Regions from separate parts of the Mus musculus genome. Here regions 1, 3, 4, 5, 6 and 7 are each linked to region 2. Evidence: chromatin contacts called from public Hi-C, HiCAR-type, HiChIP or PLAC-seq and Micro-C data. All regions are on one chromosome and are shown on one strand. The core of a region is the stretch at or near the end of the contact, and the rest is flanking DNA. Distances in the headings are between cores, read along the strand shown. Region 1 has its middle 210 kb from the start of 1700019E08Rik. Region 2 holds the start of Zeb2 (zinc finger E-box binding homeobox 2). Region 3 overlaps Arhgap15 (Rho GTPase activating protein 15). Region 4 overlaps Arhgap15 (Rho GTPase activating protein 15). Region 5 overlaps Arhgap15 (Rho GTPase activating protein 15). Region 6 has its middle 360 kb from the start of 1700019E08Rik. Region 7 has its middle 330 kb from the start of 1700019E08Rik.

Region 1 (2,839 bases), core at 151-2,650, 800 kb after region 2:
GTGTTGAGCAAAGCCAGACTGAATCAGTCAGCTTAGAGGAGAGTTTAACTAGAAGAGCTGAGTTGAACCAGCCAGCTAGAGATCAATACAAGCTAGAAAGGGTGAACTTACTCAGCAGGAAGCCTCTAAGATGGCAATTACATCTAGTGAATAAAAGATACTTTTACAATAAATAAACATGGTGGATGGGATTGATGAAACCGACATGAGGTATGTATTGGGGTACCTTTTCCTCAATGACTTTAAGAAACTTGAAAGTTGCTCTAATGAATACTGTAATTGTCTATATCTGTGTAATTTCGGTTTCTTACAAATAGCTTTCTCTTAAAATGCTAGGAAAAAAATTTAGGAGGGTAAAATCCTCAAAATTATTTTCCAGACCAGATTTATTTTGGCAGTCACATTTAGGAATCTCTGTAGCATACCAAATTCTGAGGATTGTATTTGGACACACATCCATAACTGTAGTCATCAGTTTACTGACAACCATCTGCTTGGACATTACTTCCACCTCCTAATAACTAATGTTAGATTGAAATGGCAACCGATATTCTCAGCAGCAAAGGTTTTTAAAAAGGCAACACTATTCTTACACACAGTTATAAGTCAACTATTGATCCTATCTCATTGTTCAAACACATTTAGATAATATTATCTAAGGCTTTCCATCACTACCAAGATCTTTACAAAGCTCATATCCATTCATTTTTGCCTCTTTATTTATAGCTTTTCCTCTTAGCAAATTCCACTGATGCATTCTAGTACTTCAGTTAAAGGAACATTTTTTGTAATTGCCTTATTTGTCCTGGGCATTTGAGCATGTCAGAGCACACTTCAGTAAATTGTAGATGCCTTTCTGCTCTGTAATACTATTTTAGATCACTATTTATGTATATCTTATGGTCTTTGAAACTTATGTCTTACATATTGTGTGGACATTTTCAATGTGTGCATGAGTGTGTGTTTGTTTATGTGTGTCTGCATCTGCATCTATTTTCTACCACTGTGTGTGTGTGTGTGTGTGTGTGTATGTGTGTGTGTGATAAATCAGAAGTCCAGAAAGGATTTCTTTTTTAAATACTTCCTGTTCTTAGGAGGATTTCCATCTCTTAGTGCTGCTTCCTTCTGTCAATACATTCCACTATCAGTATATTCTTACAGTTAGAGTGGTCCATTGGCCACCAGTTCCCCATGTTTCATGTTCTCAAAAATTGTAGCTGAAAAAAAAAATCCCAGTTTAAATTTTCAAGCAAAAACATCTGCAAAGAACCTTATTGTCTATTAGGCTAAAATTAGATCAAGTACTTATCCCTGGATCTAGGCTGTTCATGTAAAAGGAGGCCAAGATCTGATTAGGCAAGTCTGAAAGACACATCAGCATATGAAACTGGAGAGTTGAATGCCAGGAAAAGCCCAAGCCTGTGTGAAAGGTCGTGAGTTAGCATTGAAATTAGGGGAGAAGTGGATACTAGCAGATTATTCCAAGATTGTGTTTCTTGTCTTTCCTAAAGTAAAACAAAACATAGAAACAGAAAAATAGAAGTCTGAGTATATTGCATTAAAAGCTTGGACTTGAACTATACATTAGGAACTACTAAAAATTAGACATACTTTGGAAGTTATCTGAGTAAGTTTTGTTTTTCTTTGTTTGTTTTATTTTTTCATTCCATTAACTTATTTATTTACTTTCGTTACATCCCAATTGTAGCTCCCCTTTCTTTCTAGTTACCCCTACAACTCCTAACCCAACTCTCTCTTTCTCCTTCTCCTCTGGGAAACAAGAGGGTCCCTTGTATACCAACCTACACTGGCACATCAAGTCACTGAAAGACTAGGCACAAACTCTCCAACTGAAGACAGACAAGGTAACCCAGTTGGGGGAACAGGATCCATGAACATACAACAGAGTCAAGGGCACACCTGCATGTTGGGGGACCTGCATGAAGACCAAATTGCCTATCTGCTACATAAATGTCTTTGGTGAGGGGTGGGGGGTGGGGGTGGGGTGGCTAGATCCAGCCTATGAATGTCCATTGTTTAGTAGTTTAGTCTCTGAGAGCCCCTAAGATTCCAGATTAGTTGACTTTGTTGGTCTTCTTGTGGACCACTCTGGGTTACTCAATCTTTCTCCCAATTCTTCCACAAGATTCTCCAAACTATCAAATGTTTGGCTGTGGGTCTCTGCATCTGCTTCAGTCAGCTGCTGGGTGGGACCTCTCAGAGGACAGTTTGTCTAGGCTCATGTCTGGAAGCATAATAGAGTCTCATTATTAGTGTCAGTATATCCATATTTATCATCCTGTACAAAATTCAAGAACTTGTGGATCAAGAAATATAAAGTTGGATACACTAAATCTAATAGAAGAGAAAGTAGAAAATAGCCTTGAACACATTGGTACAGGAGATAATTTTTTGAATAAAACACCAAAGGCTCAGGCTCTAAGATCAACAATTAATAAATGGAACCTCGTGGTAACCTAGACATCCCTCAGCCAAAGATTGGATATAGAAAATGTGGCTCATTTACACAATGGAATGCTATTCAGCTATTTAAAACATGGGCATCATGAATTTTTGAGGCAAATGGAGGGCACTGGAAAAATCTTCCTGAGTGAGGTAGCCCATACCCAAAAGGATGTGCATAATATGTAATCACTGTTAAGTGGATATTAACCATAAATTACAGGATACCCATGATATACCCCATAGACCCAAAGAAGCTAAACAAGATGGAAAGCCCAAGTGAGAATGCATGAATCCCACTTAGAAGGGGGAATAAATAGTATAGAAGGCAGATGAAGGGAGGGAACTTGGTGGGAGAGGGTAAGGGAGGGTGTTG
Region 2 (3,067 bases), core at 121-2,620:
TGTGTGTGTGTGTGAGAGAGAGAGAGAGAGAGAGAGAGAGAGAGAGAGAGAGAGAGAGAGAGAGGAGTTCCATGAAAAATCGATGTGTATATTACTTGGTCATTTAAAATAAAATATCAAAAGTTACCCTAATTTTAACCCTATTATCCTGACAGCAGTTTTCTTCCCAGCTGTTGCGACCCCCCCTCTCCCATACACTTTGGTAAACGACTCAAGTTCCAAGAGAACTTTCACTTCTTTATTTATAATCACAGAAGTGAGGTGTTACTTCACACACACACACACACACACACACACACAAAGAATGAAATAAAGAAATGAAACTCGCTAGGCAGACAAAAACAGTCAAGTTTCTGCTTAGAAAACAGCCTTCTCCGGTGGGAAAGGTTAGACTAGTCTGCCAGATCTAAGAGAAGGACTTGCTCCCGAATTTGGTAGGTCTTTCTCGAATAAGTTTTATAATTATTAACAGGTATTTGCCAAGTTTTAATTGCTTGATATAATGAATTGAAAGTCGGTGTGAGAACAAAGCAGTAGAAACTCTCCACTTGATGAGTTTTTTACCCCAGCCATTCAGTTCTCAACAAAACTTTTCCTAGACTATGTAGCAAAAAACACCTTTGGTTACCTGAATGGACAGGTACAGGGCGAATTACTGGGGGAAGGGGAAAAAGGGAGAGGAAAGGAAAGAGAGAGTAAGGGAAGGCATGAGAAAGCAAAGAAGCCACTCTTGGGAAAAGAAAGCCTGCCACCAAAGAGCTAAAACCACCTGAAATTCCTGTCCAGAGACACCCGGCTCACTTCAGACTAACATTCCCACTCAAAATGAGAAAATTAGAGAGGGAGGGTGGGGGGCAAGAGCACCAAAAAAGGATAAAAAGAGGAGGAAAAGAAGGGGGGGGTGGGAAACCTACCTGTGAAGTCTTGTTTGTAGTTTTGGCCAGAAATGGTGAGAAGAAAAAGCATGAAGAAGCCGCGAAGTGTGGGGGAGAAAAAGGTGGAGGCGAAGAAACAGCTCCCGGAGCAAACTGAACAAAACCTCGCCAAGAGTGTCTGGAGGCAGGACCGTTATTCCTGCCGAGCAGGTTAGAACTGATCTCTTTTCGGCCACTCCAGGAAACACAAACCTGGGGACGGACTGACGTGTTACGCCTCTTCTAATGACATTTTTTTCTTTTTCTTTTCTGTAGGGGAGAGAAGAGAGACCCTGAAACACGCGCCACCTATCTTTGTGGGGAGGGATAATTGAAGCGCCCTGAGCGTGAGCATCATGTGAAAACGTGATCGCCAAGTTTCTCTCTGGGAAAGGATCTGGGATAGATTATACCTTGAAGTCTCCGCAAACGCTTTAGTGGAAGAAATGAAATTCCACCTCCCTCCCTTCCTCTCTCCCTCCCTCCCTTCTCCACGCCCCCCCCCCCCCCCCCCCCCCCCGTCAAGCAAGCCTTTGGCATCATTATCCTCATCACTAAATCCTGCAGAGTACTGGGCGGAAAACGGTGCACACCATTCACAGAACTGGAGAACTCCAAGGGGCGAAAGTTAAAGGGAAAGCTCTCGGGTCTTCCATGCAGATCTCTTGTCTTATACAGATATCTCTGGTGACTAGGTTTGAGGTGCACGTCAAGTTGTATGGATACCTCAAGCACCGTTTTTGGAACTAAATTCTTGCCCTTTCTCTTATTACATTTTTTTTTTTAAAGATGCCAGAGCTAGGGGAGGGAAATGCTACTTGTACACTGCATCTTAGGATCTCAGTGTGCAGTGTATGTGTGTATGTGTGTGTGTGTGTGGGGGGGAGATTTTCTGGATTGGATCCCTATATTAAAAGTTTGGCATTTTAATAAAGGGTCTCTAGGTTAACATAGAGCTGTACTATGCTGGCCAATCTCTGGACCCCTCTACACCTCATGCAGACCACATTACAAAGTGAGGGGACAGGGGCAGGAGGAAGAAGGAGAAAGGTCAGAGGAACTTAGGACGAAAGAAAGAAGAGGGTGACACTAAACTGTGTGGGGTCTAAGTTTTGAAGTGCATATTTTTGATATTGCAATTAAACTAAAATTAAAAAGAAAAGACTCCACCTTTGCTCTGAAGGGATTGGTTATGCAAATATGGAAGGGATTTCCTGGAGAATACAGCTTTCTACTGTATGGTTAATTAAATAATCACTCAAAAAGCTTCCAACGTGACGCTTCTGTCGTAATCCAATCAGGTTACATAGGTCCTAAACAAGAAAGATATTTTCCACATCTGGAAGTCAGCAATTTAGCAAGTACTGCACATTATTAACCAATTCAGAGCCCACTTCCCAGGGGATTTTTTTTTGAAGTTTAAGTGTTCTTAACCAATGCTCTGCTGTTTTGTTAATCAAAAAGCTGGTTTACACTGCACATAATTGGAACTAATATAGAAGTAAATAAAGACAGCCAAATTTGAGGATGCTCTGTATTTATAGGAAAAGGAAGAAACTGTTTTGCCTCAACAGTTAAGGCTTAATTTCTTAAAATACTAGGAGACCCCCCCCCATTATTTTAAATAGTGAAAGTATTTAAGAACCCGAGAGCACAGAGAGATGCCCAGTCTCACAGCCTATAGACTCCAGTATAAAGGAAAAGGTGGAGGTTTGAAGAGGGCCAAACAGCTGCCTCTTATCAGTTTTTCTGCTTTAATACTGTCAAATATGTCATAGTCCCCTGTTTTCAGTCTGAAGAGACCTGAAACAAATAATACCCTGATCCAACACTAGACTTTTACTCATATTAAGATAAACTGCTTTGAACTGTGCTTTGAATGTGTGCCTACAGCAAGACTTTGAATGCAAGAGTCACTGGCGATTGCACTCAAAGGAGGGGAAAGCCACCACAGGGGCTGCTGCCACAGCCACACTCCCAGAGCTACAGGGCTTTGTATTTTGCATGTTTATTTTTCAGTGGTGGTGGTGGGGGGAGGGTAATAGCCACCCAGCATGACCACAGCTAGATTTCATTCTAGGGTGCAAGAAAGCGGATTTTCACAGTTGGTTACACACTCTCCTCTTTCCTAATTTGAGCATTTACAATGAGAA
Region 3 (3,145 bases), core at 156-2,655, 870 kb before region 2:
AGAGAATCCCCCACGGTGACACTTCTCAGCTTCCCTTACTTCTCTCCCCCCACCCCCACTTTGGTGCAAACTGCTCCTAGACACTCATAGAGCTCACACTGCGGGAGGGGGGCTTGTGACTATGAGCTCAGACAGCATCAAAACAGAGAAAAAGTTCCAGTTAGCCAAATACCTATAAGCTCTTACAAGAATTTTCAATTAACTGTATTGTAACTGATAACTTTGTGCTTCCTTAAGTCCAAAATCAAAAATCACTTCTATGTTGCTTATTTTATAGATGAGCAGAAATGCCATAGTAACTTGCATCCTCTTAATTATATGTAAAGATGCCACTTCTAGACAACAATCATCCCTTGTGTCTGAGAATGATCTCAGATCTCCCTACTGACAGTCAACGGATCCTGAGAGGCACCTAGCACACTCGCTTGCTACTGAGCATTCATGTTGGCATCAAAGTTCTTTAGTGTGTCGCTGTGGCAACTCACTCAGGCTTCCCAAGCAAATATTTTTGTTACTTCCAAAGAGTTGGTTAGCATTTGTGGTTTGTTATCATTTTGGCAGCTTTGCATAGCCTGCATAGGCCAACAGGGGTCTGTCTAATATTGTTGCTGGGCACATTTTTCTCACTGAGATGAAAACTGAAGAAAAATATTTCTGAAGCAGTAAGAAGGAATTAATTTACTTTCTCCTCCATATTCTATTCCTTGCTGACTTTACATTCAGGAGAAGAGAGAGAGAGAGAGAGAGAGAGAGAGAGAGAGAGAGAGAGAGAGAGAGGGAGAGAGAGAGAGTCAAACCGAGAGAGAGAGAGACAGAAAGAGAAAGAAAAATAAAATTGTTAGCCATTATTCCCTTGTACATAGCAAGGCTAACACATGTAAAGCAATAACTCGTTTTCTATTGCCATGTTTAGCATATGTCTCCTGTTGGCTCAGCAAGGCCTTCAGGCCTGTCCCTTGAGCCAGCCATCGCTGGCAACTCTTAGCCCCTCGGCCTCAAAACCAAATAGCTTTGAATCATGTTGCGCTGTGATGCTAATTTTCATACTGATGCATTATGGGAATAACCGTATCTGACATACTGTGTCAATGGTACTGTCTCTTTGTGTCCCTTGTTTTTTGTTAGCTGCATTCCTACAGATGGTATTCCATTGAAAATGTTCCCTTCCTACAGAAAACGGGAAGAAAAAAAAATTCATGCACAGCACCAAACCTCTAGGTGCAGAAGGCTGTTAACGGTTGCTGATGATAGTAGGCAAACATTAACATAATAATTAGTGTCTTGTAATTGTTTCATTAAAACCAGTTGTTCCATTTCTCCTCGTGTTTTCCCAGAAGAGAAGCTGAATTTGGATGACAGCCAGTGGGAGGACATCCACGTCGTCACCGGAGCACTGAAGATGTTTTTCCGGGAGCTGTCTGAACCGCTCTTCCCTTACAGTTTCTTTGAGCGGTTTGTGGAGGCGATCAGTAAGTATACCCCATAAAGAAGCCGGGTGTGGTGAAATTATTTACAATAGTGAGATCAATACCGATCGTGACCACAGAGAACAGAATATGTGCCCCGTGCTCGTATCTGTAGCCTTAGGTTTTGTCATTTTGGGTGGTTTGTTTTATTCTCACCCTGCAATATTATTTGAGCTTTAAAACCAAAATTATTCAGACCAAAGGGAGAGAGAGAGAGAGAGAGAGAGAGAGAGAGAGAGAGAGAGAGAGATCTATTTAAGGCCACCAAATTTAAGCTTTCTCAAATGAAAATAGCTTCTCTTGCAATCTGGTTTATAGGGTCAACGCGTGTACTCCCAGTCCCTGCCTTGATATTTTCAGAATTGCACTGTTTGCAGACAAAGAGATCTTGCAAGGGAACCTAAATATATTAAATATTGTGTTTCATTAAATATGTGTTAAATCATCAGTTCCATCTCTTGGCTCCCTCAGTTGTTCCCTCACCAACAACAGTAACTATCTAGAGTTGGCTTCTGGGTAATGTATAAGGTTAAGTGTCAGCAGGTTTCCTGGAATGGGTACTCCATGAAACTTCTCTTGCTGATGTATTACTTTCTCATTTATAAAAGGGATGATCTAAAGTGAAATGGTATGAACGAACAAATGAATGAACAAATGAATGAATGAATGAATAAATGAATGAATGAAATAGCTTCCTGTAAGGAAACTTTTGCTGTAGATACTTGGAAAAACAAACACTTGAATATCACTAAGCTTAATATCATCGGGTACATTTCCTATAATTGTGACAGCTTGGAAACATCTCCTGGCAAGCAGGCTGATATAAGAAGGACAGAGAAAGAAAGAAAAAAGAAAGGTAAAATTAAAAACCTTGCAAGCCTGGCAGGAGCTTAATTAAAGTACCAACAAGAAAAATCTCCAAGGAAAAATGTTCCACTTAGGAGGTCTGATCTTGGATGCTGTGTGTGAAGGGTTCCCAGTAGTAGGAGTGAGGACTTGGGGGCCAATGCTGGAAAAAAAAGCCCTTCAATGTGCCCTTTCAGTCTTGTTTTTTTCACTGGGAAAAATTCTTCACACTTTTAAAGCTTTGTGAAATGAAATCAATAGTATGAAGACGAGGGTTTTCCCTCCCAGTCTCTCCTTCAGCCTGCTCACAGTTTCAGATTGTCTTGTTGTCTGCCTATTGTTTAAGGACATAAGAGTATTCCTGACTGGGGGCTAGGGTAAGCCTAGAGTTTTAATCCCTCTGGAGAGGAATGATTTATAGTTCTTAGGTTCCCTAACCTACAACTTAAAAGGAATAATAAAGAACTTGTAAGCAAGCATGCATCCCATTCACCAGTCTGATGTCCTAAATTCATACATGCGCATACACTGGGAGAGCAACCTGGGAAACTGTAAAGAGTTCTGTGCAGACGCCTTTCTTAATTGTGTATATTTAGTAGTATGCATGCCACATTTCGACCTCTATACTTCTAAGTGACAATTATCTCATCTGGAAACATACCGGCATATTTGCTGAGCAGGGGAATATTGTATAAGATACCCATCAATTAGGCTTCCTACTTCCTTTAGTTTACATGATTCCAAAGATATTAGTGAGCCATTCCCATGGGCTAAGCATATGGAAAACGGGTCCTCAGAGCTCATTTGGGTATGTGCCCTTTGAACCCCTGCAA
Region 4 (3,168 bases), core at 591-3,090, 840 kb before region 2:
GTCTTCATACTTCCTGGACTAACTGCTTTGGTCCATTTCATGTATGGCTGCGTTCTATAAGCCACCCAAGTCGACGAAATTCTTTCAAATGATTTTCTAAAACTATAGAATCTGTCTGAAAGAGTAAAACAAATTGAACTCTACTGTTGTGTTTTAAGTGACAATTACGTTATTCAGAAAACTCAGCTTTTAGTGAAACAAATACCTACACCCCTGGTAGACACAAACGTACACGCTCTGAAAAAGCACGCTCTGTCTCTTCCTCCTGTGGTGCTTGGAATTAAATCCAGAGTCTCGGTTGTGACAGACAAGTTCTCTACCATTCAGCTACATCCCCGACATTTGTTCTTTCAAATACCGAGTCTCTCACGCTAAACTTTTGCAAAAATGTTTAAAACTCCACTGTTTTCATTTGTTCGTGAGGACACTGAAGGAAAACAATTTGTCCAACATGTCTGAGGGAGCTACGATCAGTGCTGGAACTCGGCAACGTGTGCTGACTGTGTTTTGAATAACTTCTTAAGAAAGCATTAAAGGGGAAAAGAGAGACAAGACAGACAGTCCCCAGTGCTGTTCTCCGAGGATTCACAGCCCAGCAAAGGAATGGGCAGGGTACCGAGGGCTATGAGAGAAGTGGGGGTAAGAACATGTGGGGCCCCCTGTGTTGGGAACAAGGCTCATGATGGAGCTGTTCTGTGTGAAAGAAGGTAGTTGGCAAAAGGAAAAAAGAAGTCCATGATCCGACCTGTTGCATATGCTAAAAGCTGGCTTTCTTCTTCTTTTTTACTTGAAGCCACTTATTAGCAGGGCCTGTCTCAGTTGGAGGCCCTGCCTTTTTGCTTACAGACTGTCTGACGCCTTTATAAAGTGGGCCACTGCATTGTTGATTACTACACACCAGGGTGGTCTGCGAGCCGCTGTTTTCTGCCATCCCACAGTGAGACAGCATCTTCTGAAGTTCTAGTCTCATATGTCCTTAGAGAATGGTTTGTGTTTCCTAAGCAGCTTAACTCTGGATGATTTACATGTGACATTTTAAACTCTGGTTGTGTAATGCCTGGTCTGGGAATTATATACGCTGGGAACAATTTTTCAGGTCTGTATATGACAACTAGCTATACTTTGCGTTGTCTATCCGGGAGACTGGAGGAGGAAGACACTCACCCGCTGGATCGCAGGGGAATCTGAAACCTGTGTGTCTACTGCAGAGTAGCATAATGTAATAGACACGCCGGCCACACACTGAAGTTTCATATTCACACAGTTATTGGTCAATCCAAATTAGATTCCTTTGACTTCGACTAGAAAGGGAAAAGGAAAGAGATTGGCACAAGATAAAAAGTAATCAGTTTCCTCAGGCTGAGTTCATTTTCTCCCACCTACTCTTTTGCTACTCTTCTCCCTCTGTGCCCCCCCCCGCCCCCCCCCCCGCCCCAAGTAAAACTTTATATCTTGGATGTCGGAATTTGTCTAGCGACTTCTTAAAACTTCAAAACCAGATTCAATCTGTAAAAGAAAACACGGTATTTGAATTCACCTTCAGGAATGTTAAGAGGAAAAAAAATCACAAGGTGGAAAAAAAAAAAAAAATAATCAATGCTAGCGTGCTAACGAACCAAGCTAGCCCAGATTTGAACAGCTAGAGTATGTTACAGTACAGCATATACAATCCACGTGGTGGTTGTAACACACGTGTGTGTAGATGTGTAAAAGAGGAAATTAGCTTCCACTTGACGAGATGGGAAACCTCAGTTCTTATTTTAAAGCAATCAGTTGAGCACGGCTAATGAGGAGATCACCCAAGAGTTTTTAAGAGAGACAGACAGCGGCTCTCTGCTGAGGGTATACTTAGAACCGGCTCCCATCGCAGTGCTGACTGAGGGATAACAGGAGGAACGCGTTTAAAGACCCGGTTGTTCCGTTCATTCTGCAAAAACACATTCTTCTCCAATTACACCAAATTATTATAGTTATTTTATGTGGTACTGCAGTGCTGCCTGTATGTGAATCATTGAGTTATAAACAAAGAAGGCGTTCCAAGCCGTAACTATAAGAGGACAAGCCAGGGAGAAATCATTTGGGGAAAACAATCCATCTTTAATTCTGCTCTTATTCTGTCCGTCAGAACTCTTTTATCTCAGTTTGCTAATGTACATCATATTTGTGTCATGTTAACTTTTAATAAAGTTGCCAAATAACTGGTGATATCAAGCATAGCCATCCAAGATTTGCACTGTACTTTTTTTTTTTTTTTTATGTAAGGTATAACTCTCTCTTGAAAGACTAACCATGCCCAACGGTTCTCATTGATGTAAAAGGGGGAAAATGGGTCCCATGTTTTCATGCACACATCCCTCTTCATTATCTGTGTGTGGGGGGGGGTCACTGTTTTCAAAATAGTTATATGAATCTACAGCCCAAGAAGACTATGCATTAATCCTCAAAATATCCCTCCACTCAGAGGATTGGTGCTCCAAAACCTACATGGTTCCCTGCATGTATAATTAAACTACATGGTTCCCTACTCATATTGTTAAACTCTATAGGAGTCTTCTACATCTGCATAAGGCTAGACACTTACAGTATTTGAGGCTCTGTAACAAAAGGACAAAAAAAAAATCTACATTTTGCCCTACTACTTAGATGGCTTCCTGTCTCTTGATTTCTTTATTTGAGCTTCTTCTATGCCTTACTTAAGAGTTATTGTGAAATATCCATAGAATGCAGAAACTGTCCTAATAATTTATAGGCATGTGCAGAAAAATGTAAATGTTGAAATTTAAAGGGCATATCCTAATAGTTTAAATGCAGGGTTAAGAAAAGCTTATGTGTGAAAAGCCTATTTTTCTTTTACATTTAATTAACAAATATGCTGGATTTGGTGATATATACATATAAATCCCAGCACTTGAGAAGCAGAGAAAGGTGAATATTTTGTGAGTTCAAGGCCACTTTGGTACACAGGGCGAGTTTCATACCAGTCAGAACTACACAGTGAGACCTTGTTTCAGAAAAGAAAAAAAAAAGCTTTTCTCCATTCAGGAGACTTCATGGTTCTTTGAAAGTGATGTAGTAGGTGTTTTTATGTCAAGCATGAAAGTCTCCCATCTAGTTTCTCCTGTCAGAACCTGAGAATCAGGCTCTGGGCATGAGGATGTTTTGTGTAAT
Region 5 (3,288 bases), core at 124-2,623, 760 kb before region 2:
ACACAAAACAAATTTCAGAACATCAAAGAACATAATGTGTAGAAACATTGGAGCATCTTGAAAACATTTCTTTCTATCCAGATATATGACATTTAAAAAAAGGAAGTAAAAATGAACTTAGGAAGCTTCCTAGAGGCAGGAGGAGTGAGGTCCCACTGTACCAAACATAGCAAAGCCCACTGAGTAAGAGAGTGTGGAAGAAAGACCTACCTAAGGTCTCTGAAAGCCACATCGCCGGTCCTCCTTATTGCTAATGTTGTCACCGAATTGTCAGAGAAAGATGAATTGATCACAGGACACCCTTCTGAAAGGAAGGAAGGCAATATAAAGAAAGGAAGGCAATCAGGATGTTACAGCTTGACTATAGAATGACCCCTGGGTATCGAATGCTTGGCTTCCATCCCAAACTCTAGAAGTAATCTCAAGAGGTGGGCACTGAGGCCCAACTTCATTGGAGAGAGGTGTTCCTAAATGTTATATGTTACATCTTCCCTGGTGTGTCCTCTCCACCACCACCTCCTGTCTATCTCCTCATCCATAGACACCCACCATTGTGATATCCCCCACAGTACATGAAGCCAAAAGACCATAGACTGAACCCTCTGAAATCATGAATCAAAATTAACCTCTCTTTCATTAAGTTGTTCAGTTCCATACTTTGGTCATAGCCACATCAAAGTCAATAATACACAGGGGAATCGGGGCAAGTGCAACCATTATTCTACTTGTGTGTGTCTACTGTGGAAATAGAAGGCGAAGCCCAAGAGCTGTGCTAGACCAGTGTCTCCTGTGGCCCTGGCAAAATGATTCATGCAAATCTGATCTGGAAAGTGGTTGCCGACTTCAGGGAGGGAACCTTGCTGTTAGAGTGAGTGGAAACATTGAATGGGCTCCTTCCCAGATCACACGTAGGTTGTTTTTGCAGAAGATTATGTACAGACAAGTCTAGAAGTCCAATGCTTTCAAGTTCCATTCCTCTAAGTTACAACTCCCACTGTCTCCTGGTATGTACTCAACATTCTGGAAGAACAACAAAAGGGAAGGATTGGTTAAGAAATGACAAATGTCTCGCTCCCTTGTAATGACAGAAGAACTATTGGCAGAAAAGTTAAAACCAGAATGAAAGAAAGGTTTCAAAGGAAATCCAGTCTCTGTTTACAAAAAGGTTCCAGCGCTGGGAGAAAGGTCCAACTCGACCGGTTGCCGCGGAGAAACATGATTAAAGCGATGACTGAGGGGTTTGGTGTCCTAGCCTCAGTTTCCTTTATTCTCCTCAGAGTCCAGAGACAGCCAATCAGAACGGAACCTGGCCTGAAGGCTTGTCAGGGATAATAATTGAAAACATCTGTCCATGTAGTAAGTGTGGGAAGCCCATGCCGGTCCCTGACAGAGGGAGTTCTCAGGCAGCAGAGCCAGAACCACGGCTATGCTCATATTCTCCTCCACAGACTTTCTCGCTGCCAGCTGTCTTTATTCTCCTGCCAGGAAAGCCAGGGGCCTGGGGCTCTGACCCAGGCAGGGGTTAAGTGAGCTGGGACCGGGAAAAGGAGAGGGACAGGCTGCCTCGGAGCTCAGGATGCAGAGACAAGGGGTATCTGGTTCGAAACGAAGAGACAATGAAGGAAAGAATAGCAAGAAGGGACTGCAAGTAGGCTTTGAGCACAGGGAACAGTAGAAGAATTTGGCTTCTAGACCCAGGAGCTGATGCCCTATCCTAGCATCTGAACAGATATTTTAGCTTGGTATTGAATGCATCAAGACCATGCTTAAAAGGTCTATAGACATTCTTTCAGCCACCAAAGAAGAAAATTCTAGATTGCAGGTTAAAGGAAAGCTAAACCAAGCCAAGCTGGAGTGTAGACATGAAAGAAAGTCAAGTTCTCAGTAGAAAAGATTAGGTGTTACATTGCCTGGAGTGGGAGATAATTTAAGAAAGAAAAAAGTGCTTTTTGCAAATACAATGAACCCATAGATTTGGGTGGATATAACCCCCCCCAAAGAAAACTATGAATAATGTTTTAAAATATTGTCTAATCCTGATCGTTTCATTGTTTAAAATATTCTCTGCATGAGTTAATCATCCCTGGAAGCGATACATTAACAGTTGGGTCACAATTGTACTCAGAGCTACCTCACAGATACTTGATGTATGATGTTCACTTGGACACAGAAAGAATAAATCCAGCTTGCAATGAAGCAGAACTTGCCAGTTCTATGGGGCTTGGGTCCTGAGAAAATTTCACTCAACACATGGGTGGCAAGAAATAATACAAAGGGAGAGACTTAGGGAGGCCACTCTGTCTCATTAGTTAGGAACAGTTCTGTATTGTATATGTATCCAACATAAACACTTGGCTGAGGATGTTATTCTACTGACAGTGTTTGCCTTTCCTTATGGTCATCAGCTGGGTGACTACCGCTACTTGGCTGAGAAACACTTCATCCATAAAGAAAAGTTCCATAAGTAATAATGAGCATGAGTTTGTGTTCACTGCATAGCAAGGATTCAGATTCAACACGGATTTTTCTTATCCAACTGAAATGAGTCAAGCTGTTTAACCTAATTGAGCTGCTATAAATCAGGAGTGTTGTGATATGAGTAATCCTCCCACGTCAGGCAGTGCAGCGAGGCGCCACACAAGCTACAAAAGTGTAAGCACAAAAGTGAGACTCCACTGACCCTCTTCTCCTTAGCACCTTTATACATCTCTCCTCTCTCTGTAATCAAATTGTAGTACAATCATCACTTTGTAGCTGATATTAGAGGTGTGTGTGTGTGTGTGTGTGTGTGTGTGTACTTGCACATGCACAGGTGTGTGCACCATAGCATACATGAAGAAGTTAGTGGAGAACTTTAGACGTCAGTCCTTTCTGTCCTGTTTGGAGGCAGAATCTGTTACTCGCCACTGCCCACGCCAGATTAGCTGGCCAGAGCCTGTCTGGTGGTTCTCCCATCTCCATCTCCCATCTCCTTTAGACTCACTGGCTTTACAGCTACACAGTACCACATCGGCTTTCTATGGTTCTGGAAAGGCAAACTCCTGTCCTCATGCTTGGCTTTATCCACGAAGCCCCAGCACATCATTCTAACCACGGCTAGACCATTTGTCCTTTCAACAGTGTGCTCCTCGTATGCTTGCATGATCGGAAAGAGGCTTGATTAATACAAAGTGAAAAATATATATACTGGGAAGAACTGTTTATCTTCTGGGAACAGGGCTTTAAAATTACACGTTTCAAAGATTACACAGTTGTTTTGTAAAAAACAAGCAGGTGCTAATCTGAAAG
Region 6 (3,289 bases), core at 74-2,573, 940 kb after region 2:
AAACACAAAGTGTAACATTTGACTGGAAAGTGATATTTGTGCATTTTTATTCACTTAGAATATTCTGGGCGGGTTTTAGGAACCACAACAAGTAGCATAATAAGTAAAATTCAAAGCTAAAAATTCTTGGTTTTCATGTATGTGAATATTTTTTATATTTTAAATATTTCTTTAAGAATTCTTTCTTACCCAGTGCCAAAAACTAGGCCTGAGAAAACCTAAACCAAAACAACTATTGCAGGAGTCCCAGCTGTTTGTTTATACGATCAACACAGCAATCGGAGGACTCTTTACATGCAACTCAAGGCAGAGACATGACCCAGAGAAGAAAACCATTTCTGTTTGTTTTGCATGCATATGAACCAGATTTAATTTAATATTAAATTCTATGTCACACCTTCCTCCACACATTGTTCTTCTATATACCTTGTCATGAATCAGGGAGTTTAAAAATCAATAACAGATATTTAGAAAACTAGTAGAAAATAAATTAGTCCATTTCTCTTAGACAACTAAAAATGAGGAAGAATGTCTGCTATGTCTGAGTCCTTTGTTTCTTGAAAATTTCCTACTAACAAAAGAGAAAAATTATCTTTTCTATCAGTTAAACATTAAAAATGATATTGTTCGCAAAGAGGGCTTACATTTGGAGGATCCATTTGGTGCAATAGAGTCTTTTGAAAGATGTGGCTGTCATCACTGTAGGCCATTTGCTTCACCTGCTAATTCCCAGGAACGTGAATGTAGCAGGAGGTTAGTGCCTGAGGCAGTCCTGCCTAATGTGGGAGCCAAATCATCGCAATGGTTCCGGTAAGTATAAATGTTTTGTCACCTTCTCCATACCAGAGAGCTCAAATTGCTGAACATTTTATTTCCTCTCATTTCTGAGTAGCATGTGCTCCTTATTATAAAAGGTTTAGGGATGGCATACTGTGTAATAGCTCAGATGAGTGAAAACAAATTTAAATATAAGCAATGCTCTGGCTTATACTTTACATGTTGTAAATACTCTTAGAAACAGTATGGGGCCTTATTAAGTTTGAACCTCAGGTCTTTCAACTTCCCTGAGAATAGGGAACAAATGGTAAGTGCATGAGAAAATAAGTAACTAACCTTTGTGATTTCCCACTTCAGCTCAGGCCCAGATATTTTTGTCAGTTGCTAATTACAGCCATATTTCTCCAACGTATTTTCTTTTGAAAAAAGGAAAACAAAAAGAGGAGAGAAGCATTTCAAGGAGAAAAGCAGCATCAGGCGCCACAGATTCACAATTTTCTGAGCTGAGAGGGACTTACCCGAAAGGAGGCAATTGGCGAAGCTGCCTGCTGGAAACGAGAGAGCTGGCGTTTAACTAGATTAGCTAGAAGAGCAAATCAGACTGCGATAAGTCTAGAGGAGAAAACTGTAAGGATTCTGGCTTAAAAGAGCTGGATGTCTCAGGCCAACAAGGAGATAAAAGCACACTGGGCTGTGTATAGATTCATTAAGTGCTCTCTCTCTTCCCTCTTGCTGGATACATGCTTATGTATAATACATACTAAATCCCGTCACCCCTCCCCTCAGATACCTCGCACATAACTTGCATGACTTAAGAGGAAGAACAGAAGTAAGAACATCATTTCTACATCATAAAGAATCCAGCAGAAAGACAGAACACCAATTCGTTTAAAGTCAGATATCTCAATTGCTAAAGAGATATAGGGAAATCTGAGGTTTTATGCTCTAATTTTTTTTTTCTAGAATGTTTATACTGAACATGGCCAGAGTTCTTCAGGGCCAGATTTCCAGTATCTCATCCACCTTTCCTTGGAGGATAAGATGCTCAGCACTGCATCAATTTCTAGCCTGGGATTGATGCTGATAGCTCCTCACAGTATGAGACTGCTTCCAATCAAGGCACCAAACAGGTGGTTTTGTTGATCTTGAAGTCTGAGTCCTCTTCTGAAATTTCTGGTACTACTTTTATTGCTTTGTTATTTTTCTGCACAGACACTGTTGCACTGTTGGCAGGAATGTCTATGGCCCCCATTCATTGTATTAAATAATCCAACAACCACAAACTTTCACTTTCATTTCCTGCCATGGTCCAGTTTCTTTAGCCGCATGTTTATCATGGTAGCTGCCGGACCCGTGCCACCGTGTATCCGAAATAGAAGCTGAAACATGTGCAGGTGCTGAGGCAACGTGAGAAGAAAGCTCTAAATACTCATAACTCCGTCCCTGGCTCTGAGTTTCCATCACTCACTTGCGGGTTTAGAAATGCTTTTTTGTCTGTGGGATCAAATAAAAATCCTTACCTTATTGCTGCAGGATTTTCTTAATCCTCCCACAGTAGTTAAAGACTATCTCTGGGTTCACTTTGTTTGCTGTCGCTCGTTCAAGAGTGCCGTGGAGGTAGCTGAAGTGTTTCCGTCAGCAGCTACAAGAGAGAGTTTTGAAATACTAAGAATCAGATTTGGTTGTCCTTCACAAGGACCTTGCTCCCAGATGTTTTGCCATAAATAGGTGTCTCTATAACTTGGAAGACTATCAGGAAACAGGTGTTATTCTATTAATAGGCAAGATGTATCACCTGAAAGGGAAGGTACAGAGTATGTGAAAGTCAGGTGGCCCACAGTTGAATACTTTCTACACAATAACTAATCACTCCAAGCTTCCATCTATTTATCACAAAGTCTGTAATTACAAGCCAGGTGGCTGTAGTTAGGGGACTGTGCAAATTTTAAGCAGGGTGTTTGGCTAAACCTTACATCTTTACAAATGGTATGTCTACCTGAGTAGCTGATGGGATGGCATACGTCTGCCTCAAAACTGTGCGCATTGGCACCCTTAACTAATTTGGGGGCTTTAACCTTAGCTTACTTATAGAAATAGTGTTCGACAAATGTCCCGACCTGTTTGACCACATAATGGGTGGGATTAACATGAGAATCCATGGAATTTGATTCCAGAAGTTATATGAGGGTCTCTACTGAACTGTATGTGTGCTCAGTTAAATGAGTTTGCTACTGTGTGGTTTAAAAATCCAAAATACCATCTAACCAGCTGACTTAATAATTCACTTTCTCCGACAACTCTTACGTGATATTCTGAGTAGTGACATAATACTGACATACTTTGGATGTGAAGCTATTTATAAGTTGTCAAATATTTAGTGATTATTATTTATAGCTAAATATTGGTAGGGTTTCTGAAGGACCTAGAGGACAAAAAGGGGTGGTCCCTGCAGTGGTGAGGTTTTCTTCTCAAGTAGAGAACAAGATATGATGAAATGAATTATGCTATCTAC
Region 7 (2,891 bases), core at 178-2,677, 910 kb after region 2:
TTGTGTTTCATGGCCACCAAGGATCAAACTCAGCTCTTCAGACTTGGGTGGACAGTGATTCACCCTGACCAACAATCTCTTTGTCTTCTCAGTACTTGGTTTTGTTTGTATCATACAGAACTTTAAACAAATACAAATTGTATTCTCATTTTGATGGATCTTTAAACACTAATGAATACCAAAGATTTCAAATTAAATTGAAAATTTGTAGAGCAAATATGCAATAGTGTATACAAGATTATGGACTGAGACTAGCTCTTTTTATCTTGTTTTGAACCTAAACACAGAAAATAGTATTTAAGAAAGAAAAAGTTGGTAGGCTGCTATATGTCTGACTTTATCACATTGCTTCTTGTGATCAGTGATAAAATTTTGAAATAAGAGATTGAGAAACTTGGAAACCAATTATAAAAACCCATTTAAAAGTAAAAATAAATGTGTGTATAAAGTGAATCAAATTTCAGATATTTTAGCTCTATGATTAGTTCTAGTGGAAGAAATAATAATTACTATTCCCCTTTATTTTATAATTATTTATCTTATATGGCCTGGATATTTGCTTTAAACTGGAGGATATGGGAAATGATAACCAACAGCCCAGTTCAGCTCCCGCACTCTTGCTATGCTTAAGGTCAAGCTTCCATTATATTCCAAAGTAGTCCAGGCTTTTGATTTTGCTCTCTTGTGGTAAATCACTGCTATCTGCATAGGCACACTTTCCAAAACTATATGAATTTACAATTAAGAACAGTGAAACTTGTGCTGAAAATAAACCTAGAACATCATGAGATATTTAAAATGTATCCAGTGGCTGCTGAGATGACCTTTAAATTAAAAGTACATTTATTGGGAAGGTGAGGGCCCAGGATTTTGCTACCCTTGTAAATTCTACCTAGTTATGTGGTATGATAGGAATTTTCCACAGGCTACTCTCAGAAAGTAGTCAGTGCTGATTTAGAGTTGTCTATTGGACTATGGGGACTTCAAGCAAAGGAGCAGGGCAGGTCTGTAAAGACCTTCTGGCATAATGGGAAGGCAACACCAACATAAATATATGGATAGAAACACATGTGACTCCAAGAAATAAATATACACAACCAACTGCAGGACCACAGGCACTCTCAGGGGCCTCTTTGTGCTATATGATCTCATGATTTGTTGAATCACAGTCTTCTAGGGGACCATCCAAAAATCTTGAATTTCAAGAAGCATGAAGTTTGAATAGCTGAGAATCTGTCAAACTTTTGCAGAAAATCTCTATCAAAGCATTGAGTTTTAGGTCATACACATCAGACACACAGCCTCACATTCATCAGAAGAATGGCCAAACTGCCTTTATGTCAACATGCTGCCAAGGTATTCAGTGGAGGAATGAAAAGTATAACCAACTGGGCCATTGTCTACATGGCATGGAGGAATTGCCCAACTAAATTTTTTGATTGATGTGGCCAGTTGTTTTGGCATCCTGTCAAAACTGCCTCATACACAAGTTCCCTGTGTGAGTCATCGAATTCCAAAGATGCTTAAAATCCAGTTTGGATACATTTTGAAAACTAAGATTAAAGACATGGTCTAATAAATATGTTGACTTATTTCTGATCTAACTCATCATGAGGATTCTGCATCTTTGATTTGAAAATAAGATTTCACTACAACACTCAAGCCAAACTTTTTTATTGGCTTTATGACTATATTATATTATCTTATAGAAAATTATGCATGACATATAATACTAAGAATAGCTTTTCAGACTGCACTTTGATTTTTTTCTAATAAAATTCTTCATATGGAAATAATTACCTGATGGCAAATTGACTTTTGGGTATAGTCATGGGAATGTGTGCAGGAATAACTGTGCCACACAACACAAGTGATATATATATATATATATATATATATATATATATATATCACAAATGACTTCTCCCACTTAATATATTTTTATTATTTTTACTTTAGTTTGAGTGAATGTTTTGTCTGTATGTATGTCTGTGTACCACATGCATGCATGGTTCTCACAGAGATTAGAAGTGGGAACCAAATCCTCTGGGATTAGAATTATTAACAATGTTGAGCTGTCATGTTGCTGCTGGGAACTGAACCCAGATTTTGTGCCAAATCAAGTACTCTCTCCAACATTTTTTAAATTTTAAATTTAAAATCGTAATCTAAAAATTTTATCTGCCATACATTAGATGCTGACTCAAGAAATACAATGTATCTAAATGAACAGACCAAAAAGGAGCAAATATAAGAAACATTGCAATCAAAATGAGAACCGTGCCCACTGGGTAAGTCAGAAAAATTAGAATAATAATATAAAAATAATAATGAGGTCATGAAAGTTTCAAAACAATATGATTTACAAAGGCATGTAGCCTCATGTTTTCAGGTTAAAGTGGACATGACGGCAGACACGGATGGAGATAATGACTGGATTGTAAAAAAAAGAGTTAAGAATATTAAATAAAAAGAAAAAAGAGATTGCAACAAGTAAACCATAACGTCCAATTATTTAGACTATAAATTGGCGTTTTAGAGATGCCAATAAGTCTTAGTGATAACTCTGCTTTTCATGGACTTTCTCACGTTCATAATCTTTTCCTCATTTATCTTACCTCTCCATCAATGCCCTCCTCATTATCCATATATACTAATAAGGTTGACTGGCAAAAGAGGCTTAATATGGGAGAGAACAAGATCATACTTCAGGTGTAGATGTATCCGCAAAAGATTCTGTGGGAAGAGTAGCATATGACTGAGAAGATAACATTTAACAAATAAAGATCAGAGAACGATAAAGGTTAAAACAGAAAAGCGAGGAAGTATAAAAAGTGTTGAAAATTCAAGCAAAAAGTAGTAAGAGGGATTTCCTGGGTTAGCAAAATTCT

What was found. A called contact is a pair of places that touch in the nucleus more often than the background predicts. HiCAR-type assays count read pairs that join an accessible place to other places. HiChIP or PLAC-seq counts read pairs in DNA pulled down with a chosen protein or histone mark.
Region 1: a contact with region 2 is called in a Micro-C map of brown adipocytes, with 10 times the contacts expected there. The contact joins the enhancer-like site here to the promoter of Zeb2 in region 2. A contact is called at or near these places in 8 of 39 promoter capture datasets (the 3T3-L1 cell line, 3T3-L1-derived adipocytes, liver and 3 more), 7 of 484 Hi-C or Micro-C datasets (beige adipocytes, brown adipocytes, embryonic fibroblasts and 3 more) and 9 of 115 datasets of contacts at active chromatin or transcription factors (SST interneurons, acute myeloid leukemia, bone marrow-derived dendritic cells and 6 more).
Region 3: a HiCAR-type map of kidney shows a contact between it and region 2, with 4 times the contacts expected there. The contact joins the enhancer-like site here to the promoter of Zeb2 in region 2. A contact is called at or near these places in 4 of 39 promoter capture datasets (the 3T3-L1 cell line, liver and second pharyngeal arch cranial neural crest), 1 of 484 Hi-C or Micro-C datasets (cerebral cortex) and 13 of 115 datasets of contacts at active chromatin or transcription factors (the 230-238 cell line, the NIH/3T3 cell line, SST interneurons and 10 more).
Region 4: a contact with region 2 is called in a Hi-C map of uterus, with 3 times the contacts expected there. The contact joins the enhancer-like site here to the promoter of Zeb2 in region 2. A contact is called at or near these places in 5 of 39 promoter capture datasets (embryonic stem cells, liver, maxillary cranial neural crest and 1 more), 1 of 484 Hi-C or Micro-C datasets (uterus), 3 of 115 datasets of contacts at active chromatin or transcription factors (embryonic forebrain, embryonic limb bud and neural tube) and 2 of 9 other capture datasets (liver and pancreatic islet).
Region 5: an H3K4me3 HiChIP or PLAC-seq map of craniofacial prominence shows a contact between it and region 2, with 4 times the contacts expected there. The contact joins the enhancer-like site here to the promoter of Zeb2 in region 2. A contact is called at or near these places in 4 of 39 promoter capture datasets (embryonic stem cells, liver and maxillary cranial neural crest), 5 of 484 Hi-C or Micro-C datasets (B cells, Th1 cells, adipose-derived mesenchymal stem cells and 2 more), 8 of 115 datasets of contacts at active chromatin or transcription factors (the NIH/3T3 cell line, acute myeloid leukemia, cardiomyocytes and 5 more) and 3 of 9 other capture datasets (adipose tissue, liver and pancreatic islet).
Region 6: an H3K27ac HiChIP or PLAC-seq map of SST interneurons shows a contact between it and region 2, with 6 times the contacts expected there. The contact joins the enhancer-like site here to the promoter of Zeb2 in region 2. A contact is called at or near these places in 4 of 39 promoter capture datasets (the 3T3-L1 cell line, cancer-associated fibroblasts, hippocampal neurons and 1 more), 1 of 15 datasets of contacts at CTCF or cohesin (pro-B cells), 3 of 484 Hi-C or Micro-C datasets (3T3-L1-derived adipocytes, adipose-derived mesenchymal stem cells and embryonic fibroblasts), 8 of 115 datasets of contacts at active chromatin or transcription factors (SST interneurons, bone marrow-derived macrophages, cardiomyocytes and 5 more) and 3 of 9 other capture datasets (adipose tissue, liver and pancreatic islet).
Region 7: a contact with region 2 is called in a Micro-C map of muscle stem cells, with 4 times the contacts expected there. The contact joins the enhancer-like site here to the promoter of Zeb2 in region 2. A contact is called at or near these places in 6 of 39 promoter capture datasets (the 3T3-L1 cell line, 3T3-L1-derived adipocytes, the C10 cell line and 3 more), 1 of 15 datasets of contacts at CTCF or cohesin (pro-B cells), 6 of 484 Hi-C or Micro-C datasets (embryonic fibroblasts, forebrain, muscle stem cells and 3 more), 8 of 115 datasets of contacts at active chromatin or transcription factors (bone marrow-derived dendritic cells, embryonic forebrain, embryonic hindbrain and 5 more) and 2 of 9 other capture datasets (adipose tissue and liver).

Annotation. Positions count from the first base shown.
Region 1 is chr2:45,907,696-45,910,534 of GRCm38.p6, forward strand. No RefSeq gene overlaps it. Among named protein-coding and RNA genes, the nearest start is that of 1700019E08Rik, 210 kb to the left of the region's middle. Within about 2 kb of position 1,401, at least 8 of the 459 cell types and tissues checked have an H3K27ac peak or open chromatin away from gene starts, as enhancers often do. A contact at or near this core is called in brown adipocytes, where this site is marked.
Region 2 is chr2:45,111,909-45,114,975 of GRCm38.p6, forward strand. It overlaps Zeb2 (zinc finger E-box binding homeobox 2), which reads right to left and starts at 1,371. Exons shown (of 10, transcript NM_015753.4): 1 at 915-1,371. Zeb2os (zinc finger E-box binding homeobox 2, opposite strand) reads left to right here. Exons shown (of 3, transcript NR_110572.1): 2 at 935-1,085; 3 at 1,191-2,179.
Region 3 is chr2:44,241,771-44,244,915 of GRCm38.p6, forward strand. Arhgap15 (Rho GTPase activating protein 15) reads left to right here. Exons shown (of 14, transcript NM_153820.3): 12 at 1,335-1,469. Among named protein-coding and RNA genes, the nearest start is that of Gm52508, 85 kb to the right of the region's middle. Within about 2 kb of position 1,406, at least 21 of the 459 cell types and tissues checked have an H3K27ac peak or open chromatin away from gene starts, as enhancers often do. A contact at or near this core is called in SST interneurons, cerebral cortex, kidney and 1 more, where this site is marked.
Region 4 is chr2:44,271,026-44,274,193 of GRCm38.p6, forward strand. All of the region lies in intron 12 of Arhgap15 (Rho GTPase activating protein 15), which reads left to right. Among named protein-coding and RNA genes, the nearest start is that of Gm52508, 56 kb to the right of the region's middle. Within about 2 kb of position 1,841, at least 19 of the 459 cell types and tissues checked have an H3K27ac peak or open chromatin away from gene starts, as enhancers often do. A contact at or near this core is called in neural tube and uterus, where this site is marked.
Region 5 is chr2:44,354,133-44,357,420 of GRCm38.p6, forward strand. The region is part of intron 13 of Arhgap15 (Rho GTPase activating protein 15); the gene reads left to right. Among named protein-coding and RNA genes, the nearest start is that of Gm52508, 27 kb to the left of the region's middle. Within about 2 kb of position 1,374, at least 24 of the 459 cell types and tissues checked have an H3K27ac peak or open chromatin away from gene starts, as enhancers often do. A contact at or near this core is called in adipose tissue and craniofacial prominence, where this site is marked.
Region 6 is chr2:46,053,803-46,057,091 of GRCm38.p6, forward strand. No RefSeq gene overlaps it. Among named protein-coding and RNA genes, the nearest start is that of 1700019E08Rik, 360 kb to the left of the region's middle. Within about 2 kb of position 1,324, at least 9 of the 459 cell types and tissues checked have an H3K27ac peak or open chromatin away from gene starts, as enhancers often do. A contact at or near this core is called in SST interneurons and hippocampal neurons, where this site is marked.
Region 7 is chr2:46,020,639-46,023,529 of GRCm38.p6, forward strand. No RefSeq gene overlaps it. Among named protein-coding and RNA genes, the nearest start is that of 1700019E08Rik, 330 kb to the left of the region's middle. Within about 2 kb of position 1,428, at least 6 of the 459 cell types and tissues checked have an H3K27ac peak or open chromatin away from gene starts, as enhancers often do. A contact at or near this core is called in muscle stem cells, where this site is marked.